2 separate regions of the Gossypium hirsutum genome follow, and region 1 is linked to region 2. A link is a contact called in public Hi-C data. All regions are on one chromosome and are shown on one strand. The core of a region is the stretch at or near the end of the contact, and the rest is flanking DNA. Distances in the headings are between cores, read along the strand shown. Region 1 holds the start of LOC107903888 (protein ECERIFERUM 26-like). Region 2 has its middle 11 kb from the start of LOC121217052.

What was found. A called contact is a pair of places that touch in the nucleus more often than the background predicts.
Region 1: a contact with region 2 is called in a Hi-C map of leaf, with 1.5 times the contacts expected there. The contact joins the promoter of LOC107903888 here to the enhancer-like site in region 2. A contact is called at or near these places in 7 of 34 Hi-C or Micro-C datasets (anther, callus, leaf and 1 more).

The regions. Positions count from the first base shown.
Region 1 is chrD05:50,910,891-50,913,706 of Gossypium_hirsutum_v2.1, reverse strand. It overlaps LOC107903888 (protein ECERIFERUM 26-like), which reads right to left and starts at 1,461. Exons shown (of 2, transcript XM_016830069.2): 1 at 711-1,461. The coding sequence starts at 1,145.
Region 2 is chrD05:50,784,561-50,787,260 of Gossypium_hirsutum_v2.1, reverse strand. No RefSeq gene overlaps it. Among protein-coding and RNA genes, the nearest start is that of LOC121217052, 11 kb to the right of the region's middle. Within about 2 kb of position 1,285, at least 4 of the 9 cell types and tissues checked have an H3K27ac peak or open chromatin away from gene starts, as enhancers often do. A contact at or near this core is called in leaf, where this site is marked.

The sequences.
Region 1 (2,816 bases), core at 212-2,711, 130 kb before region 2:
TTTATACTTATAAACTTTGAATATATATATGTATATATAAATTAAAATTATGTATTGATTTCACATATTATTTGTCAAATTTTTATTAATCTATATTATATATAAGTACTTGACCACCAACTCAATTAAGTAATAACTAAAATATCATTGTTTTACAAAATAAATTATATTATTTTGAAGTTTTTTAATAATTTATATATAAAAAAGAATACACACATAAACATTTAATTTACCATTTCAACTAAAACTTTATTTATTTTTTCATATAAATATTTTGAAAATATATATTTTTAAATATATAGTATATTTGGTACGCAAAATTTAGTGTCACGAATCAAAGACAAAAATTCAGTTAAATAGATTACAAAATTAGGGATACTTTTTGGTATTTTTCATGATTAATACTTGAAATTCATGATTACTCCTTTAGAAAAATAACCACCAAAAAAAAATATTATAAGCATAAAGTATAGAGGAAAAAATTTTCTTTTCTCACCATATAGTCAGCCAAAGATAATCTAGTTTTATCTTAATATAATCGTAAAGTGATTTAATATTGTTTAAAGAAAATCGCCTTTTGAGCTTTAGGTAAGTTGATATTGTAAATATTGTATTAGTAAAGCGACTTAAATGTTTTTTTTTCCGATTTAAATATATATATATATATTTTAATTTAAAGGTTGAGATGAATTTTGGTAGAAAAAGGATACCTGCAAGTAAACTAAAGGAGAAAAGGACAACTCAGGGCCGATGGCTCGATGATAAACAAGCAAATTCCTCTTAGAATCGTCGTCAGTTTCAAGCCATTCATCCACAGTTTCATCGCAAACACCTTCCACGAACCTTATGCCGCAGTCATTACACTTTATGTACGGTCGACCCGAAGACTCCGACCGCTTGATCCGCCCACAGGTGATGTAGTAATCGTTAAGCAAGTAAAACATGGCTTCTTTCATGTTCATGATAGTTAGCCCTTCCACTGCATGGCTGGAAAAGAAGTAGACCGCTTTGAGGTAATGGAGTTTCATGGTCAAGTCCAGGCCGCTTAGGTCATGAACCACGTCCGAACCGGTGACACAACCTGGTCCAACCGATGAGAGCCTAAGGTTATAGACAAGATCATGGTCTTGTTGGGGGGGAACCATGGTTTGCTTTCAAACTTGACTACTGGGAGATGGAACTGAAACTATGGTTGGAAATTTTATGGTTTTCCGAAATGGGGGTTTTGGGGTTTATAAATTGGTTCTTCAATCATGACCGGTGGGTGAGTTAAAGGGAAACATTTAATTGGGTCATTTTCATTTATTTGTTCTTGTTGGATGTAAAGCAGCTGGATACTTCGACTCTGCATTAAATCTTCATTGGTTTGAAATGGGAATTCACTCAATTACTAACCAGATTTGAGAAGATTATTAGCGTAGGGTAGAGGAAAAGATTGCTCTTATATATGGGTATTTCTTGGGGATTTGGTTAGACTTGCCCATAATATTAGCCTTATATATTTACGTCACGTTCAAATAAATACATTTATTAAAAAATTATATAAAAATTAAATTAAGTTTTGACTAAAATAAAAGTTGACGTTTTAAAATTTTTAATGTTTTAAAGTTAAAATTTCATTATATGTGAGTATTTATTGATTTGTCAAAATTTAAAAAGATAAAAATATTATTATAATTATATAACTTATTTTATAAAAAGAAATAATTTTTAATCAATTTTCAATAAAATTGGTACTCGATTGCAGGGGCATAGTTAGGGGGCTGGCAGGGGTCCTGGCCCCTCCTAAAAAGAAAAAAATTTCATTGAGGCTCTTTAAAATTTTAAATTAACAAAGATAAAATTATACTTTGCCCCCTAAAATGATAAAAATTTAATTTAATCCTTTAAAATTTTAAAAAATATAGATTATTAAAATGGTGAAATTATATTTTTACTATCGTAAAAATTACAATTAATTTCAGCCCTCTAAAAATTTTTCTAACTGTACTCGATTGACTTATGATACCAACAGATTTTAAGTATAATACATATTTATCTAAATTTTATCCATTCAATATACGAGCTTCAAGTTTTGTTTAAATGTGTAAATTGTTAATCCAATTTTATTTAGATTTATATTGTTTTCTAATTCTTTTAAAATATGTTATCTTTATTTTATTTAACATTTAACAATTTTATATAATTTTGTTTTTAATTATAATTACACTTAATACATCTTTAACTAAAATTACAATTAGAGAAAGGAAATTACAGTTACAATAAATAAATCTTTATGCCTACAACCAAAATCAATTATTACAATGTAAAAACAAACATAGAGTACTTAAATCAAAATAAATTTGGATAAAATTCAAATATGATAGTACTTAAACTAGAATAAAATCTAGATTGAGAACTTACATATAATATTTATGTTTGGTGGAACTCATAAGATCTAAAATTTCACAAGACTTGAATCATACTATTGAGCCAGGGCCTCAACTATTATTATTGGTACCATCTCCACTGATATATTAATGAATTGTTTTTTATATAATGTATAGAATTACTCATAGTCTTTCCTTAACTTTTAAATAGGAGGTTAAATATATTTCAGCGTATTCGAACTCACGTTCTTTTGCACTGACAACAATGTCATGCCAATAGAACTAAGACTCAATCAACATATTAATGAATTGTTAAAATAAATACTTATCATTTAATCATTACATATAATGAATAGTTTTATTTTTTTAAATATATTCAGTTGACATTATTTGAATACTAAAATTTCATCGTACTCATTTCCTGAATGGAGAAAAAAAATATATTTT
Region 2 (2,700 bases), core at 36-2,535:
GTAATTTGTGGTACTAGAATAGCGAAGAAGGCTATTCGATTGAAAGTCGCGAATGACAAGTATCCATCTCGCACACAGCACAAGTACTTTTTGGGAAATTTTTATTGTTTTAAATATCACAAACTAGCGCAATTTTCAAATTTTGTATTTTTCCCCGTGAGAAAATTGTTTTCAAACCAGATTTGTTTCCAACTCCATCACAATGCTACTTCATTGTTTTATGAAAAGTGAGCCTTCCATGACCTGTGTATAGTCCAAGACACTTCTGAACACCTATAATTTGATTCAAAATGATTTTAACAAGCTTCTAAAATTATAAAATTTATTTTATCTATTTTCTCTGATTTTATAAAAATATTTTAATATTTAATTTATTAAATAAATTCACGATTTTTTGTCATTGAAGTGTTCTAATGACATTTTCTATCCATTGGTGGTCGAGATGAGTAAAAGTTGTTACACCAGTAAAGCTTGGGCAATTGTCTTGAGCACTACCTCTTTACCATGTGGCGAATGCAACAGATTCTTCCAACTAAAAAAGTGCTTACAGAGACGATCCCGAATGAAAAAGAACACCCGCTTCTTACTCTGCCTAATGAGAGATGGGAGGCCCAATTAACGACTTCGATCAATAGGAGCAAAGACATCCAAAATTGAATGCACCATCTACCTAATATCCAAATGAATATTCGAGTTGAACATGACACTTGACTTCTGCAAATTAATAGTTTGGCCAGTAACGGATTCATAAGTGGCCAAAATACGCTTCACAACACGACATTCCGACTCCTCTACCCAAAAAGGAAAAAATTGTAATCAACGAAGAGTATATGTGAAAATAAAGTAGATAATCACAAATTTAGGAATTCTGATAATCTTTCTCCTAATTTAGTTAGGTTAATGATTAGAAAATAATATTATTTAAGAGAAACTAAATAAGATTTAAGAGAATCAAATGTGAAAAGACTAATAAAAAATTTACTTTGTATGAATTATAATTAATAAAACAATTTATATTCAAACTTTATTGGATGATATACAATTATAAGAATCCGAATTCCAATAATAAATATTTGAAGAGATATTTCTGCATCTACTCTGAATCTACCAAGTATAATAAATTTAATAGCAACATTGTATAATGCTAATCCGAATTAGGATCACTATTCCAACAGATGATTTGATTGACCGATTTTCATGAAAGACATTCGTGACCTAACCTGACACGTACTATTACCCACTAGATTTTTACCACTTTAATAGCAAGAGCCGACTAACTACCAACGAATTAAAGAGGTGCAGATTACGTGGGAGTAGGAACATGTGATATGTGCCCCACGTAGGAACATGTGATATGTGCCTTTCAGGTAAAGGGTGGAGCAGGGATTTCCAAGTGCAACTCAAAATAGATTGTCCCCCTTCTTCCCATGAATTTTATGCTTGAAATTTGGAATCATTCTTGTTGCGTTCGGGTTTTCTTTTGTACAGTGCTTTAAGCTTTCCACATCCACATTTGAAGGAAACAACAAAAGTTTAGCTTAGGTTAATATGGTGTTACTTTTTTTTTTGTACATAGGTAAATACGGTAATATTATGCATAAGATTGCATGGTATGAATATAATATATGCATAATGATTTATTTGATCCTCTAATTTTATAAAAAATTATTTTAATTTTTCATTTAATTTTTCTATTTGAATTGTTTGTTAAATCATTCTTAAATGGATAAAAAATTAACGTTTGTTAAATTTGCTATTGTAGCATCTACATGTATGCCATGTAGAGGTGCTTGTGGGACGGGCCAGGCCAGGCTCAACTAAAAATTCAGGTCCATTTATTAGGCTCGGCCTGAAAAATGGGCCTAAAATTTTGCCCAAGCTGGACTCGGATAAAAATGATAAAATCCGAGCTCGACCCGGCCCGCCTGTATTAATTTTTATATTATTTTTATATAATTTTTAAATATATATAATACATCAAAAATACTAAAAATATCAAAATAATAATTTCTCAAAAAATTGAAAATAAATTTTAAAAAATATGTAGAATTAAATAACACTAATATAAATGCAACTTAACAAACAAATGCCTCTAAAATAATAACGAAATTAACAAATGCCTTTAAAATAATAACAAAATTAACAATAAAATAAGTTTTATACAATATTCAAACAATAACAACAAAATAGTAGCAACATAATAGCAAAATGGTAGAAAAATATGGAGAAAACAACAAGAAAATAATATTAAAAAAAAGAGCAGATTTTTTTGTCCTTTAGTGAATTCAGGCCAGATCCGGGCCAAAAAAGCCTTACCCGAGGCTCGACCCGTTTTTAAACGACCTTATTTTTTGTCCAAGCCCATTTTTCGGGCCTATATTTTTGCCCAAACACTCCCACATTTCGAGCAGGCCTTCGGGCCGGGCCGGGTGGCCCAACCCATGATCAGGTCTAAATGCCACGTAAGCAATTAATTAATTTTTTAAATATTATAAATACTTTTAATATTTTTTATACTTTTTACATAATTTAAAATTTTAAAATTTTTCTAATTTTTAAATTTTAAAAATCAATTAATTACTGATGTGACATCCACATGTATGCTACGCCAGTAACGTAAACATGTGTTAACCTTTTCATCTATTTTTGGATGATATTGACGAACAACTTGAGGGTCAAATAATAATTGAAACATGATAT